Linked DNA regions of Mus musculus: region 2 is linked to region 1. A link is a contact called in public HiChIP or PLAC-seq data. All regions are on one chromosome and are shown on one strand. Each heading gives the region's core, a stretch centred on a gene start, on an enhancer-like site or on the middle of the called end of the contact. The rest is flanking DNA. Distances are from core to core; before and after follow the strand shown. Region 1 holds the start of Six4 (sine oculis-related homeobox 4). Region 2 overlaps Gm34080 (a long non-coding RNA gene).

What was found. HiChIP or PLAC-seq counts read pairs in DNA pulled down with a chosen protein or histone mark.
Region 2: an H3K27ac HiChIP or PLAC-seq map of regulatory T cell precursor shows a contact between it and region 1, with 8 times the contacts expected there. The contact joins the enhancer-like site here to the promoter of Six4 in region 1. A contact is called at or near these places in 9 of 39 promoter capture datasets (the C10 cell line, the HPC-7 cell line, cranial neural crest and 6 more), 1 of 15 datasets of contacts at CTCF or cohesin (the NIH/3T3 cell line), 4 of 484 Hi-C or Micro-C datasets (bone marrow-derived macrophages, cerebral cortex, muscle stem cells and 1 more), 25 of 115 datasets of contacts at active chromatin or transcription factors (the 230-238 cell line, the NIH/3T3 cell line, T-cell acute lymphoblastic leukemia and 18 more) and 3 of 9 other capture datasets (adipose tissue, liver and macrophages).

What each region holds. Positions count from the first base shown.
Region 1 is chr12:73,111,676-73,117,269 of GRCm38.p6, forward strand. Six4 (sine oculis-related homeobox 4) reads right to left here and starts at 1,570. Exons shown (of 3, transcript NM_011382.3): 1 at 668-1,570. The coding sequence starts at 1,509. It also overlaps a transcript of Mnat1 not described here.
Region 2 is chr12:73,492,046-73,497,749 of GRCm38.p6, forward strand. All of the region lies in intron 2 of Gm34080 (a long non-coding RNA gene), which reads left to right. It overlaps Gm34016 (a long non-coding RNA gene), which reads right to left. Exons shown (of 4, transcript XR_381683.2): 3 at 1,747-1,830. Among named protein-coding and RNA genes, the nearest start is that of Gm34016, 14 kb to the right of the region's middle. Within about 2 kb of position 2,341, at least 20 of the 459 cell types and tissues checked have an H3K27ac peak or open chromatin away from gene starts, as enhancers often do. A contact at or near this core is called in regulatory T cell precursor, where this site is marked.

The sequences.
Region 1 (5,594 bases), core at 320-2,819:
CACACCCCACGCTGCCCTAGCAGCGATGGGAACCGCGGCGGGCAGGGTAAATGATTAACTCTGTCATATTAAAGCCTCGACGTCCCCAGACCCCATCTGAGCCACTAGTCTCCATTAACTCTCCTTTTCCTTCCAGAGAGCCCCTGGTGACCTCCAGGGCAAGCCCGGGCTTCAGTCGAACCCTGGGTACCCTGGAGCGTGTGCGCACTCCAGGCTCCGGGTAACCCCGCGGAGGCAGGGACCCCGGCCGGCGCCGGCAGCCCCTGCGGGCCCAGAGCTGCCGTGAGAGCAGCCTTGCCGGCAGCGTGCGCACACATTCCCTAAAAGAACCAAGGCGAGAGTGGCAACTTCAAAGGCAGCAGGATGGGGGTGGGAAGCCGGGCAGCAGTGACCAGCCGAGGTGGGGGCGGGGACTGGACCTAAGAGGGCGACCAGAAACTTCTGGGGGCAGGAGGGGGAGGGTTAGGAGGGAGGATCCCCCGCCCGCTCGTTGCCACCGTCGTCCCCCCTACCACCCCGGTAGGGAAGCGAGGTGGGGGGCGGGGAGAGGTGGGCAGCCGGACCAGGCTGGTGGGGAAGGTAAGCGCCATGTTTTCGAGCGCTAGGAGGAAAAGAAAGCTGGGAAAGGGTGGGGGGAGGAAGGGGGAGGAGGAAAGTTGGCGCTCACCTTTTGGACTGGGTCTCGGAGGGGTTTCGGTCACGCTGCCGCCGGTTCTTGAACCAGTTGCTGACCTGGGTGAGGGAGAGGCCGGTGATCTTGGCCAGGTGCCGCTTCTCAGCCGGCGAGGGGTAGCGATTCTGCTTGTAGAGCTCCTTGAGCGCGTTGCGCGACTTCTCCTTGAAACAATACACCGTCTCCTCGCCGTCCCAGATGGTGCGGGGCAAGGGGAATTTCCTGCGCAGCCGGTACTTGTCCACGGCGCCCAGCGGCCGGCCGCGCGCTCGCTCGGCCTCGGTGTAGCGCGCCTTGTACCAGAGCTGCTGCAGCAGCGGATGGTTGGCCGACTCGAAGCTGTGGCTCTCGAGGATGCTGTACAACTCAGGGTAGATGCCCTGGTGGAAGGCCACGAGCGCTCGCGCCTTCAGAAGGCTCTCGTTGCCACGTAGCAGATCGCTCTGGGGCAGGGACCAAAGAAACCGGGCCAGGCGGTCCAGGTTGCCCCCCTGCTGCAACGCCTCGCACACGCAGGCGACATGGTCCGGCGAGAAGGCCAGTGGGGGCTGCGCGGCGGCTGCGTGCTGGTGCCTGCCCAGAAGTTCCGAGTGGAGTTGTACCTGATCTGCCGCTCCCGCCGCCGCTGCCCCTTCCTCCCGGCTTACCCTGGAGGCAGCCGCGGCGTCCCCCGGCTCCAGGGGGAAAGGAGCTGGAGCCGGGGGGCTCAGCCCAGCCGCCGCGCCCCCCGCCACTTCTCGGTGCGCCTCCTGTCCTTCCGAGGCGCTTTCCATCCCATTCTCCTGCTTGATGTCCGCCGCACTTGCAATCTGCCCGGTGGGGGAGGAAGAGGACATTTTTTGTTGTTTATTTTCCTCCCTCCCTCACTCCCTCGCACTCTTTTCCTCTTTCTTTCCCCCTCTCTTACTCCTCCTTCTTCGCCTCCCTCCCCCTCCCCCCTCCGGAAAGCCCACTCCCTCCCTCCCGGTTTCGGCTGGATCTGGCCGATCAGGTTTCCCCCAGGCCACGCAGTCACCATTAAGATAGCTGCTAGAGCAAAGTAGTGTAAACGGATAGCTGCTTTCTGCCGTTCCCCCAACGTGACTCCTCCGGTTGCTGCATACTATATGGCACTGGCCGCCCGGCCGGCCCGGCCGAGCCACCCCATTGGCTATTTCGCATTCAGTGGGAGGAGGAGACACCGTTTCTATCCCTGTCGATCACCCGCCTCCCACTCCACCCCTTGCCTTTCCCTCTCTCCCTGACCCCCAGGCACCTTTACCTGCCGGAAAACACCGACATTCTTTTCTGGCCAAGCTTCTGAATGGGCAGTTATTTAGTGTGGCCTGAAAATTGGACAGCTCTTTCAAAGAAAGGCCCAGTGATTCCCAAGGGAATACTAATCGCGTGACCTTAAAGTCTGGACAGCTAAAATTTTAACAAAGAGACCACCCTCAGTATGTAGATAACAAAACTTCAGAGACTAATTCCGAAGCTCCCCAGCACCTCCTCCCCCCACCCCCCAAACTAAGGGATGTCTTTATTAAGGATGTGTATTCAAGAGTCAAGAACAGCACTAAGGAATGCTCTGATAGAGAAGCATTGGTAGTAATGAAAATTCCGGAGGGGGAGATCTTGAAAAACCTTGAAATGAGCAGTGTGTGTAGCCCACCGAGATGACAAAGGCAAGAAGCATTAAAAAAAAAAAAAGGCAGAAACCCTGAGATGGACCTAATACAAATAAGCATATAGAAAATAAACCTGGATGTTTATACTGGGTAAGTAGTATAGAAGAGAGCTAAATTATAATGGACTAGGGCATAAATCTATTTACCATAGTAGAAACATTCAAAATGTGGATACCATCAGCACCCCCCTACACACACACACACACACACACACACACACACACATACACACACACACACACACACACACACACACGATGTGGTGCTGGAATGGATAAATAGTTTCTCTTTGAAGGTGATAGATAGGTCTGGGAAGAACACCATCTCTATATGCGGGTCTATTGGAAGAGATCCGGACAGAATCAGCAACCCTTGCTAGGATTGCTCCGCCAGGGTTGAGGCTGAAGGGAGGAGGTGCAATGTGGCTATCTTCAGTTGGGATTCTGTCCTTCATGGTTTGCATGAGGTCTTAGCTCAGAGAGGGATGGTGAGCCTGTCTCTGGCTACTGTGGGCCAGTTGAATTTGTTTGCATATGCTTCTTCTCAAACTCTTAACAGCTAAATGTCCTCCCCCTAACCTTTACTTCAGGGTGGCCTTGTAGTGTTTCTGCTTCCCAGTCACTCATAACTGCCTATTTCAGCATGTTGTCAGGCAGCTGTTCAGGTCACCTGCTGTCACTTCAATTTGGTGAGGTTTGCTTTCTTCCCATTTCTTCCCTTCCCTTCCCTTCCCTTCCCTTCCCTTCCCTTCCCTTCCCTTCCCTTCCCTTCCCTTCCCTTCCCTTCCCTTCCCTTCCCTTCCCTTCCCTTTTCCCTTCCCTTTTCCCTTCCCTTTTCCTGTTCCCTTTCCTTTTCCCTTTCTCTCTCTCTCTTCCTTCCTTCCTTCCTTCCTTCCTTCCTTCCTTCCTTCCTTCCTTCCTTCCTTCCTCTCTCTCCCTCTCTCTCTCTCTCTCTCTCTCTCTCTCTCTCTCTCTCTCTTTCTTTCTTTCTTTCTTTCTTTCTTTCTTTCTTTCTTGTGTTTTTGTTTTTTCGAGACAGGGTTTCTCTGTGTAGCTCTAGCTGACCTGGAACTCACTTTGTAGACCAGGCTGGCCTCAAACTCAGAAATCCACCTGCCTCTGCCTCCCAAGTGCTGGGATTAAAGGCATGCGCCACCACCGCCGGCTCTTTTTTTCTTTTTTCTTTCTTTCTACCACTTTATTCTTGGTTAGCTGAGATATTTGATACATAACCTAACTGCTCTCCATTAAAATGTTTATTTGTGTGTGTGTGTGCATGCGCGAGCACATGCAAGAACACACATGCCAGCCATGACACATGTGTGAAGGTCAGAGGACAACTCGAGAGTTGGTTGTCTGATTTTGATTCTCTTCTTCCACTGTATTGGTGCTGGGGATTGAACTCAGGTGAACTGTGAGGCTTAATGGCAAGCACCTTTGCACGGTCAGCTATCTCAGTAGCCCCCACTTCTCTCCTTCTTTTTTGCTTCAAAAACAGTATCCTAGTGTGGTGAAATTGTAAGTGACATCTTCGGCAGATTTAAAATTGATAACCATAGGCAACACTTTATATCTCTCCTCCTTTGAAAACGTCCGGATAGCTATCAAGTTCAGGATAATATTTGAGTTTAAAACTTCCTTGCTTTTTAAATTTTTTCTTGCACTTAAAAACATTTTTTTATTTTAGGATAATTTTGATTTACTGATAAATCATAAAAATAGTAAAGAGAGTTTCTACTTACCCTTCACATACTTGTCCCTAATCCTTACACCTTATAGCAGTACATTTGTGTGAGTTGACCACATTGGCATATTATGCACCATAATTAATTCATTATAGACTTCATTATTTGACGTTCATTCTTTTTTTTTTTTTTTTTTTACTACTTTCTGCTTTTCAGTCCAATCTGGGTGGGCATTCGGCTTTTGGTTCTTTGAATTTTATTTATCAGAGCAAAGTAGATAAGAAGTCGCATGGTTTCATGGAAAAGATACATATTTAAGGGTCAGCTATCAAGGCTTGGGTTCAGTCCTAGCTCTGCCATTATACACTTACAGTATAAAAAGTAGAAAAGATTCCTGTAAAGATCAAATAAGTCTTTCCAAAAAGAACTTGATGCATAATTAATCTAATGTAAAAAATTGTTATCTTCCTATTGATAATACACGGAAGGAGACTTTTCAGTTTTATATACCTAATTTAAAATTTCTTTGGCCAGGTTATGAGGTCATAGGAGTTAGCTTTAAAATGATTATCAATCAAGTATAGTGCATGGCTTAGAAAAGAACATAATTTTTGAACTTTTGATCATTGGCTTTCTATATTGTCTCTAGTGCACTAAGTCTACCAGGTTCTATGTAAGCACTGGTGACTCTGTCAGATCTGTAATAGTGCGTCTGTGGAAACAATGGATCTTGGAGGCTGGAGGATTCAATTCCTAGGAGGTTTACAAAGTCCTGCTACAGATTTGAATTTTGTGAATTGATACACCAGTTGCAGAAGGTGTTCCTAGAGTCAGAAATCTTAGTCTCCCAGTGCTTGGGCAGGGTGAATTCAGAGTATGCCCTGGCACAGTTCCTAGTAGATTCAAACATGGTCAGTGACATTGGAATGGAACTGTATTTTGTGTGGAGTTTATCTTGGAGCATGGGTTACACCCAGTGGTGTTTGAAATTGCTTCTGTTTCATTCCTCCGCCATGTTGGGAGTTTTGACTCTGCTGCGCTGGCATGCAGTGTCATGCTGTGTTGTGATCTTGAAGAGTGGAAGAGTGGAGGCTGAGAGGGTGTGGTGGGAAGAGCAAGAGGAAAACCAAATTCTTGTTTCAGAAAGCAAGCAGGTGCTCTTGCCATCTTAGTGCCTGGAAGAAAATTGGGTTCAGTACAACATGTTATGTTGGAGTTCATGTGATTTTTTTTTCTTTTCTTTTTTTAACCAAGAAGACAGATTTCTTTTCCTTCCTTCCTTCCTTCCTTCCTTCCTTCCTTCCTTCCTTCCTTCCTCCCTCCCTTCTTTCCTTTCTCTTTCCTTTCTTTTCCTTTTCTTTTCTCTTTCCTTTTTTTTTTTTTTGATTTTTGAGACAGTGTTTATCCTTGTTCTGGAACAAACTCTGTAGACCAGGCTGTCCCTGAACTCATACAAATCTGCCTTTCACTTTTTCCTGAGTGCTGGAACTAAAGGTATGGCACCACTGCCTGGCTTTAGATTTCTTTAAAATTAAGGAGTTGTTGTCGTCGTTGTTGTTATCAACTATTA
Region 2 (5,704 bases), core at 1,091-3,590, 380 kb after region 1:
ATAAAGCAGATTACCTTTTGTAGACCGAGAGGGCCTTGTCCAATCCATTAAAATCCCAAAGTGAAAACCTGAGGCTTCCTTTGGAATTCACCCTCCAGGTTATAACACAGAAATCTTGCCTGCCCCTCTAGCTCGCTGCCCTTGTGTGGATTTCAGACCTGAGATGACACTATCAACTATTACCTAAAGTTTTGTCTCTATGAGATCCAGGTGTACCGTGCCCATAGTCACTGATCCAGTTTTTCAGAAAAGAGCTCTCTTTGTACATTTGAAAACACTCCGTTGGTTCTATTTTCCAAAGAACTCTGACCAGGGCAGACGTTCAAGAAACATTTATAAACAGTTGTAACATAACTGTATTTGTGAACAATGCGTTTGGAATAAACACTTGCTATTTAATTATTTAATTCCCTTTAACTCCTGGTCTGGGGCGTCCAGGTTTTGTCACTGCTTAGGAAAAGAGCTTAGGTCTGCTTCTGTGTTCTATCCCACGCTGCCACAGATCCTCTGCTTCACTCAGGCCCAAGTTAGTGTGATACAAAGAACTTCGTGTTGAGCTCAGATCGATACTACAGCTTAGAACTGCTATGAGTTTCAAGAGACACGCAGGAGACCACCAGCGTCTCCGGGACACCACAGTGTCCTTTGCAGGTTCACACACTGCTGGCTTATTAAACACGCGCTTCAGACCACGTCTCTCCTCATTCATTTGTGATCTGGACACTGGGGACTTTTTGGTATCAGGTTAGAAGAAGCTTGGGGGTTTAAAACAGGTAATAAAAGTCAAACAATACCAGAAATTACAAAGTCATGGTGAATGGGTGGAGGAGGCCATCGGCCCCTCTGGAGGATAGAAGGTTCTCGATTTTACCTGTCTGTCTCTAAGTCCATTACAAATGCTCACCTCACTCCCTACAAGACCTTGTACATTTCTCTAGGCTTAGGAGACCTTTCGCTGCTGAAGGCCTGGCTCTTGAATGTCACATGGTAGTGCTGGCTAAACTCTGAGGAGGAAATGAAACTCCTCATTAGTTCTGTAGAACCTGGTGCTACAAAACCAAGCAGCAAAGACCTGGAATGAGATTGTAGGTACAGGCTACTCTGGCATTTAAAGGTGTTGAGCCTGCCATATCTTGGAATGCTGTGGACAGCATGTCTCTCGCTCCAGGCTTTGTCCTCTATCTGGAGTAAAGGGTGTTGAGACAGACTACAGTTGTGAAAATTCATCAAAACTATACTTTAGATTCGTGCCTTTTACTGTAAGTGGCATCTCAGGAGAGGAGGGATTGAGGGAGATGGAATATTGATGATGATACTGTCCTTGGTACATCTTTGTGTGTGTGTGTGTGTGTGTGTGTGTGTGTGTGGTTTTGGGGATAACATCCGCCAAGGGCTATGTATACTATGCAGGTGCCTACCACCAAGCTCCAGCCCTGGTACTCTGAGTTCACTGGTTATCTTTGCGGGTTGGGGAACTGAGAGGTTTGTATCTAGACCCTCTTGAGTGCTAGGCAGGTGCTCTGCCACTGAGCTAAATCTTCAGACTCCTTTTCTGTTTTTACATTGAGACAAAAATCTCACTAAGTTCCCTAAACTGAGGCCCATCTAGGTCTCTGACGTGACTGGGAATTCAGTGGCTTGTGCCCCCTGCATCTGGCCTTCTCTATGTGGGTTCCATGCATCTTTCTGATTTCACCCACGTCACCTGAGGCTCAATGGCAGCGCCATCACCTTTCCCCTTCTCACCTGTGAAAGGCCATCCTGTCAGAACCTTCTCTGCGGCTTTGAGAAACATTTAGGGTAAAGTCAAAGGGAAGGCTATCATGACATCTGAAAGAGTAAAAGATCCAGACTTGTAATCCTAGCTACTCTGGAGATGGAGGCAGGAGGATTGCCACACCATGGTCTGCCTGGGCAAGTTCAAAGGCAACCTGGGGGACCAAGTGAGACCCTGTCTCAAAAGAAAAAAAAAATTAAAAACAGACTGGCTACGTAGATCAATGGTAGAGCACGTGCCTAGCATGCACAAGGCCCTAGATTCAACACCCAAAACTGAAACTAAACAAAACAGAAACCACGGGTTTCTCCCTAGCCTCAGAGGCAGACGTCTGTCCACATCCACAGGTCTGCTCTATCTATGTGGGCATCTCGGCGGGCAGCCTCTGAGCGCAGGATCTGCCTCCTTGACCTTCTCATAGAACGTCTGTTCTTTCAAACGCCTGTCAGGCTATAGCAGATATTACAAAGCTTGCACGAAGGCAAATATAGGGCCTGCCTTGGAGCCGTGCAAAGGCTGAGCTTTGATTTTATCTTCTGTTGGTTTCCTCAGCATAGCTAATGCCATGTTTCTGGTCAATAGACATGAAGGTGGAACTGCTCTGAGCAGGTCCGAGCCGGTCCGTTTCATCCCGTGGCCTGCTGACCTTGACGGCACTTTCATGTCCATTCATAGAGAGTTTACTGTAAAATGAAATTAAAGCAAACTGGATTCTCTCCAGAAAGGCAACGCTGGAGATATCTATGAGCGGGGAAATGCATCTACTGTACTCACTGCAGACTTCCCGAGCTCCCAGCCTCCCTCTCTCCTCTCACCTCGAACCCTCTCCTCCAGCTCTGCAGTGCAGATGGGAGGGGAGGGGAGGGGAGGGGAGGGGAGGGGAGGGGAGGGGAGGGGAGGGGAGGGGAGGGGAGGGGAGAGGAGAGGAGAGGAGAGGAGAGGAGAGGAGAGGAGAGGAGAGGAGAGGAGAGGAGAGGAGAGGAGAGGAGAGGAGAGATACCATGCGTGCCTATAGCCAGCCCTCCATCATCACCTCATAGCTTCAGGTCAAACGTCCTAGTCCTTTTTAGATGAACTTTAGAAGGAAACTCATTCCTCATCTTTCACACATTTCAAGATGTCTGCATTTCAGCTGAGCGCAACCCTCACAGCCACATAATAAACTATCCTCCTGCCCCCAGAGTTTAAAGGGAAAACCGAGTGGGGGTCCAAAGCATCTGTGGGTAGATGCAGTTTGGCATCTTAATAAATGTCTTAAATTTTTTTGAGTGGAACCTTGGCTTTTGTCTGTAAACCCTCGGGGGTAAAATGTGAACCCATTTCCTCACCGAAGAAATGTCACAGCACTTGACAGGCTGGGTTCTTTGATCCTCAAACATTGTGCCCCTCTGTGCTCTGTCTGTCCTTCCTTGCCGCCCCCCTCCCCAACCTAACTGAGGCTTTGTAACCTGATGCGCTATAAAGAGCATTTTCTACAAGGGTACAAAGTGATGTCCTTGCTTAATACTAAAGCTGTCCACCCATCGCCCTCGTCCCAAGTCCCGTCCCCTCCGAAGGCATGCACCATAAGGCTTGGCTGGCAGGCACGGAAGCTGGTTCAGCTGTTTTGAATTAGAGGTAGGGGGAGGCTTCTTTGTAATATATGACTTAATCAGTGTTCCTGAAGTAAACAACCCAAACTGAAGCTGGCAAGGACCGCCATTTGGACGACGTAAACCTCCTTTGGCTTTGGAGCAGGGACAGGATGTGGGACAAATAGGTGTGTTAGAGTTGATTGTTACAGATGGGTAGTGGTCCTTGGCCCTCCGTGGGAATGAAATATGGCAGTTGTGTTATTAGAATCCCCAGAGAAAGGACAGGATGCCAAGTTGAGTTTGAGTTCCAAATAGATAACAAATAACCGTTTAATATAAATAGATGACTACATTGCTTGGTGACTACAGAACCAATGAAACTCCAAGGCTGAAGAGGGGATTGTGTTCTTCATGTTATGTCTTTCCACCAAGACAGGGATCTACAAGTTAGGCCTGGTTCTGCCTCCCAGCCCCACGCTCCCAGAAACAAGACACAGACTCTAAATATATTTACAAATACCTTGGCCATATAGCCGGGCTCTACTCTGACTAGATCATAACTAGAGACACCCATTTATTTTAACCTACATTCTGCCACGTGGTTGGCTACCTGTGCTCAGGGACCATGTGTCAGTCTGGTCATACCTTCCCTAGGGAAACTCCTGCTTGGCTCTATCCCAGAATTCTTTCTCTTCCTGGATATTCTACCTCCTATTTCCTGCCTAAGCCATAGGGCATAGGCTTTTTAATTGATAGGTGATGCATCCATACAAAAAAGATATTCTTTCTTCACAAGGTTGGTGAACTTCAACAGGAAAGACTCTATGTGAAAACCCAGCCATGTCTGTGTCTGCTGGTCCATGCTTTCTCCTTAATACAAGATTTCTGTCAATAACACCCCAGCAGAGTTGGCATTAGCCTCACGAGGAAGCAGGCTGTGTAGAGGTGCCACCACCCCACAAAACAGAAAGGCAATGCTGTCACCATCCCAGTCAGTTCCATTGCGGAGACCTTAGTTAACCTACTGATTGAATTACTCAATGATGTCACCCAGAGGAATAACATCCATTGTTAAAATGGAAAAAAAAAAGCACTCAAAAATAACATTTGAGTTGTTACGATTTCTCCAACTGTAAATTTTAGGGAATTGTGTTATGTGTTTCAACTTTATAGTGAAGGTTCCTTATAAATCATGATTGTCCTCTCTGTTGCTGAAGGGCCACATAGAAAACAGCTCCTGAGAAAGTATGTGGAGATGTCAGAGCTGCCATGGTATAGTAGCGAGGAGGGAGTGTAAGGCTCAGAGAGGTTGTAATGTGGATTTACTGTGTAAGATTCGAGAACCTGCGTCCTCGCTGAGCCCTTGGGAAGACTCAACTACATTCTCACTGTGGAGTTGAGGAATGTGTTGGTATAGGAGCATGAGGATTTCTGAGCTCAGTGAAATAGTGAGAGATGCAGTGTAGAGTTAGAACATTCTAGAAAGACCCACAGTCCTGGAACAGCACCACTTCCTCTGTCCTAGACTATTTTCTACTCTAAAAAACATGGTGGTTAAATTATGAAAACTAGAGAAATCTTTTTTTTAAAGATTTATTTATTTTATGTATATGAGTACACACTGTAGCTGTACAGATGGTTGTGAGCCTTCATGTGGTTGTTGGGAGTTGAATTTGGGACCTCTGCTTGCTCCGGCCCAAAGATTTATTTATTATTATAAATAAGTACACTGTAGCTGTCTTCAGACGCACCAGAGAAGGGCGTCAGATCTCATCACAGGTGGTTGTGAGCCACCATGTGTTTGCTGGGATTTGAACTCAGGACCTTCGGAAGAGCAGTCAGTGCTCTTAACCGCTGAGCCATTCCTCCAGCTCCCTAGAGAAATCTTTTTAAGCTCACAGTTCTGATGGTTAGAGACTCCATGACAGTGTGACACCAGCTGGGGAAGGCCTCTTTGCTGCCACACAACACAAAGTGGTGGTGGTGGTGATGATGGTGAGCCACAAGATGAGATGGCTCATATGCATCAGACAGAGCCTGCTTTTATAACCAAGCCACTCTCAAGATAACTCCTATTAATTGACAACTCCATAGACATATAAATCTACAGGTGAGGGCAGAGGCCCCATCCCAAGGTTGCCCTTCTCAACAAGCTGCACTGGAAACAAAGCTTCCAACGGATGAATTTTTCTAGATTATATCCAAACTATATCACCACCTGCAGTCAAATGCCAACTGCCTACTGCATGCGAGTCACCTGGAGAATGAGTCTCTAGGTGGCAAATACCCAGATTATCCTCATGCCTCTGTTGGGCCACTGGATCCTCATAGTAATGGAACCCAAGAAGAGGAC